Regions from separate parts of the Mus musculus genome. Here region 1 is linked to region 2. Evidence: chromatin contacts called from public HiChIP or PLAC-seq data. All regions are on one chromosome and are shown on one strand. The core of a region is the stretch at or near the end of the contact, and the rest is flanking DNA. Distances in the headings are between cores, read along the strand shown.

Region 1 (7,632 bases), core at 5,117-7,616, 92 kb after region 2:
TTTTGATGCCAAGAGCACTAATTTTTTAAGAGACCAGTAAACACAACATCACAAAGAGGAAGCAAACAGAGCTTTAAAAGTCTTTGTTCATCAGACATCACCAGTGCACTTCACTACCTCTCCATTTTACAACATTTTATATGTTGTTATCAGTAAAGTTTAAAGAAGGAAAATTAAGACCAGCTCAACATCAAACTTTGTACACACACACACACACACACACACACAAAACAAAAACCCCAAAAAACAGGAACAAACATAAGCTGAAGCCTATAAATCTTCAGCTATATGATCAGGTGACTTCTGAAAAGTCCACATTGGGGCTGTTTCTTAAAAGCTGGCACAAAACAATTATCTTTATCCTTTTCTTTAGACAAAACTAAAGTGTTTTGCTGAACTTAGAAAAACAACTGAGTCTGTTTTGATCTTCAAAAATGTCAAACAGGTAAACACTTTGCTTTTTTTTTTGTATATATAAATCTAAGGGCCAAGCCTTGCTTGAGGAAGATTTAAGAGACATAAAATTTGTCTGAGGTGTCTGCCAAATCTTTGCAGCAGAGACAGAAACCCTGGAAAAGCTGACACAATCATAATTCTCACATCACTGGCAAGCTCGTACTGGGCTGGCGCTGCAGAAACCCACCCTTTCTTAGGTAATACTGTTTACAAACAGACAAGTATATCGTTTGCTTATCAGCTAGCTGCTGCCTTACTTCTGCCTAGTTATTCCACAGAGGGAAAAAGGGGGAAAGAAACGTAAACTCTTTTGGGCACACAGTCCAATTTTCAGCTGGATGAATTTATACTGAGAGGATGGGCTTGCTTATTAAGTGTTCTCTTCCTTTCAGTAGCTCTTGAAGTTCACTCACTAATATCTCTCTGTGTCTCTCTGTATCTCTCTCTCTCTCTCTCTTTCTCTCTCTCTCTCTACACACACACACACACACAACCTCTGAGGCATCAAAATGAGTATTTATGAGTATCTAGTATAAAGCCTAGAACAGTAATTCCACATAATAAGCCTGCAATAATTCACTGAATAATTTGAAACCTTAACTGTAATTTTGATGTTGAACTGGAGAATTACAGATTCTTTTTTATTAGTACAAAGGCATATTAATTGTAAAACTAATGGTCTTAAAAGGGATATCATAGTCTATGCAAAGTAATATTATTTCATTCCCAGATGATTTAATGCTCATAACTTCTGTCCTCTAAAGATCATCCATTTTTGCGCAATGGTTATTATTTTGTACGGAAAATGAAGGAAAGATAATGCTGCAGGATACTAAGTGACTATATGACAACCAATATACTTTTGTAGAGAAAATTTCGATACCAGACATTCATGTAATTGTATGTCTTTATAGTAATCCCCATATATATGTCTAAGATCACTTAACACAAGAATATAGTGCATGCATGGGCTATATTCTGTAAATAGGAGTAACTGTAGAAACCAATCAATGTCTTCCCTGGGGACACATCACTAAAAATGCATTTATATTGCATTTAAAAGTAAATTAACTAATGACATTGGGCCCATGGTATACACTCCTCCTTATAGACTCAATTTTATCCTGATTTTCTCTAGTTTTCTATCAGCAACCCAGTTCCTCCAAACACAGAATTCCAAGGAAGAAAGAAAAAAAAAAAACAGAGACATTGGAGCTAGTCCACTTCCCTTGTCTGAAGTGTTGTGCAAGTAAGGAAAGGTTTCTATACATTAACACAACCCAAAGCACTATGTGCTAAATCCACATCAGTTTTGGACTGTTCTTGTCATGCTATGATCACATACAACTTGCCAGAGGGAATGTAAGAAGTCTAGGTAGAGTGACAACGACCAACAGGTGATTTCAGGAAAATGCAAAACACTAAACCACCCAAGGGGGTTGATGGCTCTTCCTAACAGAGTTCCTTATGAGAACTTTGCTTCTATCATTTATTTAAATTAATCTTCATCTGTAAAATAGTAATATTTTTTTTTCCGAGACAGGGTTTTACTGTGTAGCTCCAGCTGGCCTGGGACTTAGTATATACATTAGGCTGTCCTCAAACTCACATAACTCTGCCTCTGCTGGTCAGCTTAAAATAGTCATAACTATTGAATGTATTTAATATGCTGTTCTGAGGATAAAATATCAGTAGTTTGTGTGTTATAAAAACAGTTATCCTATATAATCCACATCAACATTTGGTCAACTATAAACATTTCACATCTGCCTGCCAGTAAGCCTACAGTTCCAAGAACAAATAAGTTCTATGAAGTAAAATTTATGCTAGTGGAGGTGATTTGCAAAGCTTTCATCAGCCAGCCGAAAAAACTGGATATTATCCTAAAGATGGTGGGCAGCCTTTGAACTATTTATATGGAGGCCAAATAGCATCAGAGTTGTAATTTATAAAACATCTTTTATATGTAAAACAGATGGGAAAGAAGTTAGTCTAGAGGTAGTAGAAATCCAGTATTACAAAATTATTTAAAAATAATAAACAAATGTTTCTCTGTAAAATTAGGATAATAAATATATACAACAGATAAAAAGTACAAGTCATATGTAATCTTATCATTTGTGGTAAACCCCTATTTGTATATATTTAATACTGCAGCAATTCTCCTGTGTGTACATACACAGACTTATGTGCCATGTGTAAGTTAAGTAAACCTTTAAGTTAGAATATTTTACACTCTACTGGGAGTTGTATGGCCTGAAAAAGATAACAAACATGTCTACAATGTTAAAAAGTGAAAGTATGAGTGTTTTAACTGTTAGGTTCAGCAAAAGTAACAAATGTGGGAAAACTGCAGTAGCTGTCAATTTACCTTTTTCCGTACTTTTGAATTTCCTGCATTACCAAGCTCCACAGTTGGATTCTTGGGGATGTTGTTATGGTTTGCCATACAATAACCGCTTCTTAGATGTCTTTTGTCCCAGGTGCTCTTTCTAAGTGTATAGAGACAACCAAGATATGGATGGTCCCTGCCCTCGGGAGCTTACAACCAACTGAGAAAGCAACATCCAGAGAATGATACTACAGCATGAGCTACTGTAGACTAGAAATAGTATGGGTCCTACAGCAGGGAGAACACTAACCCTGCCTTGTGTGTGCATTCATGCATATGTGGGTTGTTTCTTGGAAAGGCTTCCCAGAGATGGTCATATGTCAATTGAATTTTGAAGAGTCTCAGTAGCACTCAGTGAGGTAAGAAGTATGGTTTTGCATAACCCAAATCCACTCGCCTGAAGAGTAACCATCACCCGGCTGCCACCTTAATGCATGAAATAGCATGCTCTGGCAATATTATGCTCATCATAAAAGATAAATACCAAGCAAGTAGTAACACTAATAGAATAATATTTACATGTACCAATTCCTCCTAATTCTAACTAATAAGTAGCTCCACTCTGTCCTTTCCCCTGTCACCTTAAAAATGTGAAAATGTGCTAGTGATGCACCCTTCCTGAAAATGTCACGTTATTTTCTATTTCCTACTGGATTCCTTATATCTAATTACATGAGGTTATAACTTGGTGATGCTGAACATAGTCACACTCTTACTGAATATTTGTCCTTAGATCAACTTAAGACTAATGTAGTTTCTATTTTTATTAGATCAAGTCCTATGCAACCTTAGGTTTGATGAGCTAATCCAGATGTTTTTTTTTTTCTGATACATTCAAGTATGCAACAAATGAACTTTTAAATGTGAGTGAGAGCACCACATAACTACCACTGGTCTATGCACCCCATTTGGACAGCCAATGGGCCTGTGTATTCATATTCAGTACCATTACAGCTGATTCTTCAAAAATCATGCTCAAAATGCTGTAGCGTGCTTTGCTTGGACCTTCCTTATCCTAGACATCTGTACCCAGCTGTGACGAACTGTTCACACTCTACTCTTATAGAGACACACATCGTTCAGAGTGATTCCTTTATCTCTAATGGCTCCTCTCTACCCTTCTTTGCCCTGCAAACTCCTTATTCCCTCAAGGCCTGTCATGTCACCTCCTCACAAAAGACGTTTCCATAACCTCCTCCTCTGATTAGCTACTCTTTCCTCACCATATCACAATGCTGTCTACCTGTTTCCATTCTCCTACAATCTTCTACTCCATGGTACCTCACAACTGTGGTCACCTAGCTCCCCGAAATCCAGTGAGGGTTCAGGCCTTGTATTCGATTGTATCTTCTTGTATTTCACGTGTACTCGGGTCCCAGAGGACATCTAGTAACCTGGGTCCCCTTGAAAAAGCTGAAATGAAATAAAACCCAAAGAACTGTCTACACCCAAATGATGTAAAGGTTGGACATAATTTTTTGTATAGAATCATCTAATTTAGAAAAAGAAACATTGACTATAATTTTGGCAGGCATAATCAACTATGGTTATAACAGTTAATCTAATGTGGTATTGGCAACGACTTTACAGCAGACACACTCTGACACAAAAATCCAAATGACTCATTTGGGTTTCTTCCAGGATGAACAATTGTACCTTAATCTTTCCTTGCCACAGTTGGAAAATCATGAACAAAAATACACATCAGAACTAGGAAACCATGGGCGAAGAGCATGGGCGTTCAAGTCAGAAGTTTGTACATCAAAACTCCACCTCGATTATCTCTAATCTATTTGTCTTTAGATATTTGCTTAAAATACCCAGTTTAGTTTCTTCTTCTAGAGAAATAGTGGAAATAATAGTACATATAAGACTCTCAGACAGTGTCACTAAGTGCTTATGATTCTTGGACATTATGTGGGCTCAATAAATAGGAGTCAATACTGTCTTCTAATCAGATGGTTACAATTCAGGTATTCTGCTACACAAGGACAGCAAACTCATTTCTTATTATGTTTATGGCACTTTGCTTTCTAATTGACAGATACAGGTTGTGGCGAAGATTAGCCACAAATAAAACATCTACAAGACAAAAGTTTCTCCTTATATTTAAACTCACACCTGGAACATACCACCACACTTCTTTGTGTTCTCCAAGAATTGATCTCAAATCAGGTTCCCCTAGGATGAAAAGGAAAATCACCCAGTCTTAATTTTTTTGTCTTTAATTTTATTCAATACAGAATAAATTCAAACTTTGCATATTCTTCTACCTGTCATGTCACTATGATCTCCCAATATTATCCTAGTATTATCTCCCAATATATCCCTGCTGATACCTCTTCTAGAACCATGTGTGCCTCTGTCATACACTCCTTCCTTTTCCATCCCCCACTTCTTATTCGCCAAGTCCTGCATCATCAAGAAGCATTTTCTTCCTCTTATGCTCCTTTTGAATCTCTTTTAAACCACTGGAGCCCAAATGAAAGGCAACCTCTTCCACAAAGCATACTAGGATTGTTCTAAGGAAAGAGTAAGTTTCAAGACGTCAGGAAGCTCTGAGTTAGGCTAGAACTTTTACAAAGCAGCCTCTCAATTCTATCTATTGGTGTTAATCAGATTTTGCTGGAAGCCCTTAATATGCTCCAGGTTTTTAAATGGTCCAATTTGCCCTCTACCCTCACTAGAACACTGTACTGAACCTTAATTGTGTATTTCTCAAAAGTAAGATTCTTTTTTTTTCTGCTTCCTATCCCTTCTGGAAATTGAAGGACACCTTTTCCACTCCAATGACTAGTTGAAAAAGGCCAGTAAAAAGAGATGAGCCAAGAGAAAGAGATTGAGAGAGAGAAAGAGAGAGAGAGAACACCTCATTATCAGGAAGCAGAAATGGAAATTGACAGAAAATCAAGCCCTGGGTTTAGCAAGGAATTTCCACTCGCCTAGAGGAAACGGGGGTGCAGGGTGGGGTCGAGTGGGGTTTGTGTGTGTACTTGCAGTGGTAGGTGCTCAGAGCTGAGCAACAAATTAAAGGCGGGAACAGAGCACCCAACTCCTGCCTGAAGGGGAATCCAGATGCCACTTTTTGGAGGCTCTCTCATCCTAAGAAGGAGCCTGCGCTGGGTGGTGGGGAGAGGGGCGGGTGGAGGTAGGAAATAAGAGAAGAGTTGGGAGGAGGGGGGACGTGCTTGTGCTTTGGATGCTAAGGCAACTGGTGCCTGCCCCCCAACTCCAGTCAAGGCACCCACCACCCATGAAGAAGCGGGCTGGGCGGAGTTAGGCGCCAAAGATTGCGGCCCCGGAAGCACCCTCCTCCCTAGACCCCCTCGGTCCCACAGTCCCCGGCCACTGCCACTCGGGCTTTCTGCCTCGCTGACCTCCAGCTCCCCGGCTACCGAAGCGCTACTCCTTAAACAGCCGCGGAAAATCGGACCCGCTCGGAAGTTCCTGGACCCGGAGTGCCCTCAGGGTGGGGTGTGCCCCACAACTGTCTTCCCAACCGTGCACCTTCTACTAGATGGCCTAGGCCAGGCAATGGGGCCCAATAGCTGGACTCTAACCTACCAGGTGACTATTGAAGCCTCTCCCATTGGCTAGGGCATCAGAGAACCGCGAGGCCCGAGCATGTGTCTTCATGGGAAATGTAGTTTGAGGTCACAGGAAACTGTTATTCCTCAGAAGTATCCAATATTTGCTTAGGTATCAAGGGATGCTAGAGGATTCTGGGAGATGAAGTCAAAATGCTTTCTTCTAGATACCCACAATTCCTCTCACACCAAGCTTCCTGAAAACCCTGAGTTGAAATACAGGACAGTGTTATGGGTATTGTAGTTTAGTGTGCAAGGACCCTCAAGCTTAGGTATAGAGAGCTTGTAGAGACAGATAAATGTTCGAGATTCTTTTGAATACTAGAAAAGTATTTATGTTTTGAGAAAGAATGTTTGCATTGCATTATAATTTGACATTTTCATTTGAAGTCTGAGTATGGTTGATTTTTTTGTTTAAGGAAGAATGCTGCTATCTAGCCTAGAACTGGCTTTGAATTAAGAATCCTACTGCCTAAGCCTCTTCAAATGCATAATTAAACACATGTGCTATGAACATATACATTTCCGTTTTGTTAAGATTAAATTTTTAATTAAAAATATACCTTGTAAAAGTTTGCCTTTTGTTAGAGTCATTAGAAAACTAGGTACTTCTAATTGGGAATTATATTTTCCTTTAGGACTTGTCATAATTAAATATGTAAATGTGATGTGGAGATACCAAAAGAAATCTACTAAATAGATAGGCAGTTAAGCTGTATTCTTGTATTGAAGATTGATGGCTTTGCCATATACTAGTATAATGCTATAGCTCATAACAGATGCACAATACAACTAGAAAAATATCTTACATATCTTCAAGAAAACATCTTTTAAGTAAAACTATGTAACAAGAGACCAGTAAATAAATGGGTGGATAAACACCAGTAGACCCAACTTCATAAAAGACACATTAGATCTAAAAACACATACTAATGCAAACACATTTAAAGTAGGTGACCTTAAAACCCCACTCCCACCAAAAAGCAGGACGAAAACTAAACAGAGAATTTCTAGAGTTTACACAACATCAAAAATCAAATAGACTGAACAGACATCTACAGAAATTACACTCAGACACTAAAGAGTACATATTCTTCTCATCAGCCCATGGAAACTTCTACAAAATTAACATGTTAGGACACAAATCAAGACTGAACAAACAAAGAAAAGAAAATTTGAAATAATATCCTACATTTT
Region 2 (6,775 bases), core at 2,776-5,275:
TACTGTAGCAGAGAGAGGATGCTGTAAGATCTGGCAAGTGTGATTTAGGAAAGATGGTAACTGGAATAACAAAACTAAAAAGTCTCTGAGAAAAAGTGTTCATTGTAAGGGCCTCACTGTAATTTGCATTCTCTAAGTCCCTCTTACCTTATTGAACTGTGGATTGTATACGTTTATTTTGTATATTGCTTCTCACTTCACAGAATTAGAATATCAACTACTATTTTATGTCATTTAGCACACTATAGAGTAAGCAATTATAGGAGGTTCCTAGTTGCCCTTGTGTGTGACATAAAAATCAGTATAGTTTTTTAGTTGTTTTTAATTAGCTAAGACTGGTCAATCTTTTATTTTTGCAAAATATTCTGGCCTGGAAGTAAGTTCCTACTATAGTCCAGATGTCCAACAATGACAAGGATAAAGTGACAAAGGGGCATGGCAAGATGCTCAGGGGAGTTTTAGTAAGTTTATTAACAGAGATTACAATGCTTTCAATATCTGGAAATACAGAAAAATCACAGTTTGTTTTATCTTTGCTGGTAGCTGAACTAGCTATTCCATAACAGAGGAGGAACTGATTTATGTGAGGCTGTTGAAAACACAATGAACCACTCACCACAATTTTAACAAGGGTTGACGATGACATACCCACTTCTGATAGTGTCTATAATACTGGCATGAAAAGAGTTTACAGTACACTACCCAACGTAATGATGTTAATTCTCTACTTGCCAGGAGAGCTATCACTGCTACTGTCCTGGGTTCTCCCAGAGTGACAAGGAAAATTCATGATTTCATGGTCTTTAAACAATATCAAGGCATATCTCCAAGGTTACTAACTTTTATGCTCCTTAAAGTAATATTTCTGCTATTTGGATAGGGATAAATCAAAGTTTATTTTGATAGACACGATGAAGTTATATCTTTGGCTGGTCCTATTCATTTCATGCTTTATATAGTAAAGCTGTGAGAAGAAGAAATTGCAATGAAGACTGCAGCTACAGTTGAGAAAGAGGTATACTTGTAGCACAACTTCAAGTTAATTCCATACCCCAAGAATATTATCTTTGGTATATGTTTGTTGACTGTCAGGTTAGATATAAACAAGTATCTCCAATCTGCAAGAACTACTTATAAAAATGACAGCAGTTCTACATAAAAGTTTAGTCAAATGAGAAACCAGAGAAAGATGTTCAATAGGACTTTTGAGCATTCACATCCTGTGGTAGTTTGAATATGCTTGGTGCAGGGAGTGGCACAATTAGGAGATGTGGCCTTGTTGGAGTAGGTGTGGCATTGCTGGAGAAAGTGTCCACCCTGTGGGGTTGGGCAATGAGACCCTCCTCCTAACCACGTGGGAATGGGTCTTCTAGCAGCCTTCAGGTGAAGATGGAGAACTCTCAGCTCCTTTTACACCATGCCTGCCTGGGTGCTGCCATGCTCCTGCCTTGATGATAATGGACTGAACCTCTGAACCTATAAGCTAGCCCCAATTAAATGTTGTCCTTATAAGAGCTGCCTTGTTCATGGTGTCTGTTCACAGCAGTAAAACCTTAACCTGAGACATATCCCCACAGATAAATTAATTTTATATCTAAATACAAAAATACCTTCACAGGTGCCGAGGCAATCAGGGGTGAGATTATAGCAACTAGCATAAAACAAAAATTGAAAAGTGTCATTGGAGAGAATAAGTATTACAGTTTTTTTTTAAAAGATTTATTTATTTATTACATGTAAGTACACTGTAGCTGTCTTCAGACACTCCAGAAGAGGGAGTCAGATCTTGTTACAGATGGTTGTGAGCCACCATGTGGTTGCTGGGATTTGAACTCTGAACCTTTGGAAGAGCAGTCGGGTGCTCTTACCCACTGAGCCATCTCACCAGCTCAACTGCAGCTAACACAGAATGGAGAAAGATGCTATTTTTTTTTTTTCTGCAAAAGGAGAAGAAAGGGAGCAGCAGACTTTGCTCTAGATCCCAACATCAAGCCTGATTCAGTAAAACTCATCACATAGAAGGCACCCAAGGAACTACTCCAGCACCACTAAAGTTCTAGTCATCGGGCCAGCACTATTAGATACAGGACCTGCAACTGCCTGGTGCCAGGTCAGTCTCTCTAACTCCAAGATCCAGATGAGATTAACCATAGCCACTATGGTCCTGAAACATCCAGGCCTTTTACTTGCTGCAATATTAGTTCAGCACCTCAAGCATGAAGAATCAGACAACTACATTTCATCAGGGCTGGCAATGCTCACCCAGTAGTTTACCCAGATATAGCACTTATGAACCACAACAGTGAGCAGTATGGCACTATAACCCTAAGGATGCAGTACTGGCACACATATCTGGGTGTTAATCACCATCTCTCTAATTGAACTTAATATCCACTCAACAATAAGGAAATAATACCTGCTGCTGGAAACCTAGTGAACTACCAAGGGCTACTGAAGTCATAGATCTTAGAGGAGAACTTACAATCACCATATTTACAAAATAAATTTTATGCTCATCTCAACATACAGAAGAAAATATATTTGATTAAATTTATTATCCTTTTAGGCTTGGAGGCGACTGGGGATTGATCCCTTCCCTCAAACCCAGTTTTGTTCCTATTTAAGATTTAAAATATTACCAACAAATCCTGATTGGTTTTAAAGTCTGCTTCACTGAAGAAAATGTTTGCCTAGTACTATAAACATGGCTGAGAACCCATGGGTGAGGAACTCACAGCCCGCAGGAGTTAACTTACTGTTATTATTCTGCTACAGAAAATATTTCCCATGGAACTGGTCTACTAAATTATGAAAACAATGATCAATGTCATCAGTCATCTGGAAAATGTAAATTAAAATGACAACAAATTATAACCTCACACCTGTAATTATACCCAGTATCAAAAAGGTGCAATGTAAGTATTGGCTAGAATATAAAGCGAAGGGAGGCTCTTGCACACTGTTGGTGGGAATGTAAGTTAGTAGGACCACTTTGTAAAACAGCATGGAGATCCCTCAAAAATAAATAATTACTGCATAGTCTAGCAATCCCACTATTTTATCTATATCCAAAGAAAGCAAAATCTACATTTCAGATGTCTACTGTTATGATCATTAAAGCAACAGTCACAATGGCCATGATTCAGAAATAATAGGCACATACATAAATGAATGAATGTATAAAAAATGCAGTAAGTACAATACCATATAATTTTTCTAAAGGAGGAAGTACTAAAATTTACATTAATATGAGTGATCCTGGAGGACATTACAGTGAGGCACATGAAGACAAAGGCTGCATCATCTCACATATGCAATCTAAAAGGTTAAAAAGCACATAAGCATACATTTGAATGATGGCTACCAACTCTGGGAGTGGGGTTGGGAGGTTTTGTTCAAATGATACAAACTTTTAGTTAGATGAAGTAGCAAGTTCAAGAAATTTACTTTATGACATGGTTATCACAGTAACATATAATAAGAGTATATTTTAAGTATATTCATCACACAAAAGATAATTGACTTTAAAATATACTTTATTTAGCCATCAAACAATGTGTACATATTATTTCAAAACATTATGTTGTTAAAGTATTTACAATCTTTGTCCATCATATTTAAAAAAAAAAAAGAAAAGAGAGGAAGTGACTAATTCTTGAAGGTAGGCATCATTTGTAATGGCTTATGAGCTGGGTCCTCAGGAATTAGCAAAACAGCTGGAAAGGAAAGGGAGCAGCAAAGTAAGGGGGCTGCTGAGAAAAGACTCCTGTCCCGAACACTAAAGCACAGTCAAGGGAAAGCTCATGTTCTTATAGGCCTTACACACACTGGAAAATGGCACTGATGAGGAAGTAAGCATTCTATTCTGAATTCTACATTTGGAAATGGATATCAGTTTCAGAATTGCCTACAAGTGCATGTCCATTCCAGCATTACTTAACAAATCTTCCAGGAGAATAGCACCCACACTAAAGTCCTCTAACAAAAGCAGGCCTTTGTCAAACAGAAGGCAATTCAACTGCAAAATGAAAGAACTGGGAAAATGGAAAGTAGACATTGTTTAAGAAATCACTGGATATAATGGGGGAGGAGAAGAGAATGGGGGTTGGCGGCAAAGACAGAGATAGACACAAAGAAAGAAATAGTTATAAATACAAAGGGCAGTGGTTTATATGTCAGATACTGATGATGGATGAATTTGAGGGAAAACCCCACATATATGAAATGCCCCTGTGCAGATAATAGACATTACTTCCTTAAAACGCAGAGCTGTGGATCCCAGTCCCAAGTGACACATACAACTAGGGTTTCAATGCAGAAGTGGGGGCAGAGAGATGAGAGGAGCCCGAGGAACAGAAACCTCTGAATGAAGTCTGAACAATATGCTGAGTTTAACAATTAACAAGAATTCAAGAACAAGACTTTATGAACTGGAAAGAGAGCCAGAGATGGTGTACAAGGGGGGCGGGGATTGCAAAGAGAAAAGGGAAGGGAGAAATGATGTCATTATATTCTAATATCAAAACAGAAAACAATAATAACAACAACAACAAAAAAAAAAAACCTGTGAATTCTTTCCTCCAAAGACAAGGAAAAAAAATACTAGCCTCCTGAAAAACAACTAATATAACAAAAACAAAACAACTTTTCTGGCTTTGATTTTTGATCACAAATCAACTTATGGCTCTAGTATATCCCCTCTGAACATTCATCAGTATCCTTATTTCTTCTTTTTGCTGTGATCGTCTACAACTTGTCTGCCTTACGTAGTATGTTCTCTTTTCTTAGGAAATTTTCGTAAATATCAAGGACTTCCAGCATTCATGTGGGATTGTAGATGTGTAGTAGAAGCCTTTTTATGAGATACTAGTGGAATTTCTGAGAAAATCTGCATGATCTAAAATTGACAGAAATTCTTAATGAAAGTTTGAAGCCATAAGAATACCTCCAAGTCTAGAGACTGCCATATCTGGGATCCATCCCATAATCAGCTTCCAAACGCTGACACCATTGCATACACTGGCAAGATTTTGCTGAAAGAACCCAGATATGGCTGTCTCTTGTGAGACCATGCCGGGGCCTGGAAAACACAGAAGTGGATGCTCACAGTCAGCTATTGGATGGATCACAGGGCCCAAAATGGAGGAGCTAGAGAAAGCTGAAGGGATCTGCAATCCTATAGGTGGAACAACAATATGAACTAACCAATACCCCCCAGAGCTCGTGTCTCTAGCTGCATATGAATCAGAAGATGGCCTAGTCGGCCATCAGTGGAAAGAGAGGCCCATTCGACTTGCAAACTTTATATGCCTCAGTACAGGGGAACACCAGGGCCAAAAAGTGGGAGTGAGTGGGTGGGGGAGTGGGTGGGGGAGCATGTGGGGGACTTTTGGGATAGCATTGGAAATGTAAATGAAATAAATACCCAATTTAAAAAAAAGAATACCTCCAAGTCATTCATTAATATTTCTAATATCACACAACATTAAGAGGTAGAATATATATTAGAATCCACATTACAGAACTTACCTTATATATGAAAAATGGAGAGGAAAAAGTGACATGGCTAAGATGTATAATTATCAAGAAAGGAATTGACACTGAGATCAATTAGGACACTATTTTAGTTTAGCTTAAAGAAGATACTAAAGTATTTCCTTATTTTCGTCTCTCAAATTGAAAGCACTCAAATAATATGAAAGCAGTTTTCATAAATTTTAGCGTCTAAAACATATTATTGGTCTGGCTAGATGGGTAGAACTGAGTACTATGAAGCCTGAAAAACTGTGTTCAATCCCAGCAACCCACACAGTGGGAGTGGAGAATGGATTGCTCCAAGCGGTCATCTAACCTCTGAACATGTGCCATGGCAAATACGAACCCCCTTCCAAATACACAAACCAAAATATGTTAGCTGTATGTAGGTCTTCCATATCTTTATTTAGTTTTTATTTAGGGAACAGTATGGGAGATTGAACACAGGGCATTGTTCATGTTAACATTTATAGTTTTCTTTAATGGTCTTTTGAAGGTATATTTTCACTGATCAAAACTGTTGTACGTTTGTAACCAATCTCCCAACTTTAAGTTGCTTCATTTAATTTTAATGAGAAGTACTGCGGGTAATACACTCTTTTATAAAGTTTTCTATTTAAAGAATAAAAGGCCTGCTTAATAAAGGAAGCATTAAGTAAAGTTAAAAGACAAGCTGTGGAGTATGAAATGATATTTTTTAAAATAGGGATTAATATATAGAGTAGGTATATCATTTATGTCATAAGAAAAAACTGACCATAATAAAAGATAAAAGTTATGTTCAATAAATACACAGAATGATCATAAACCTCAATAATAAATATGAAATACACATAAGAAAATAGTGACTATTTCTTACTCACAACATTGAAAAGATGTTTCTATCTTATAATCTTGAGGACTACAGTATGTGGAGAAAGAAGAATCATAACATACTACTTAAGGAAGGATGAAGTACTACAAGGGCTTGGAGAACTGGCAGAATTGGCATTGTACATGCCACAACCCAGCAATACCACTTCAAAATGAAAGACATCTTGTGCACTTGAAAGAGACCGGTAAGAACTTCTTATGCTAGTTTAAAAACAAACAATCTAAAAATAGCCTATGGACAGAAAAGGAGGAAAGGATTGAGAAGCTGCTCAATCAGTGCTTGTATCAGTGTTTGTACAGTTGTTTAAAATGGAAGGGAACGGAGTTAGCATATAACACAGGTAAGTGTAAAAAACACAATGCTGAG

Evidence for each region. HiChIP or PLAC-seq counts read pairs in DNA pulled down with a chosen protein or histone mark.
Region 1: an H3K27ac HiChIP or PLAC-seq map of bone marrow-derived dendritic cells shows a contact between it and region 2, with 2.7 times the contacts expected there. The contact joins the promoter of Enox2 here to the enhancer-like site in region 2. A contact is called at or near these places in 2 of 39 promoter capture datasets (the C10 cell line and hippocampal neurons), 2 of 484 Hi-C or Micro-C datasets (the CH12 cell line and macrophages), 2 of 115 datasets of contacts at active chromatin or transcription factors (bone marrow-derived dendritic cells and microglia) and 2 of 9 other capture datasets (macrophages and pancreatic islet).

Annotation. Positions count from the first base shown.
Region 1 is chrX:49,281,876-49,289,507 of GRCm38.p6, forward strand. Enox2 (ecto-NOX disulfide-thiol exchanger 2) reads right to left here and starts at 6,367. Exons shown (of 16, transcript NM_001271447.1): 1 at 6,226-6,367; 2 at 4,970-5,029. Gm39513 (a long non-coding RNA gene) reads left to right here and starts at 5,041. Exons shown (of 2, transcript XR_882305.2): 1 at 5,041-6,415.
Region 2 is chrX:49,192,311-49,199,085 of GRCm38.p6, forward strand. The region is part of intron 2 of Enox2 (ecto-NOX disulfide-thiol exchanger 2); the gene reads right to left. Among named protein-coding and RNA genes, the nearest start is that of Gm39513, 91 kb to the right of the region's middle. Within about 2 kb of position 4,026, at least 14 of the 459 cell types and tissues checked have an H3K27ac peak or open chromatin away from gene starts, as enhancers often do. A contact at or near this core is called in bone marrow-derived dendritic cells, where this site is marked.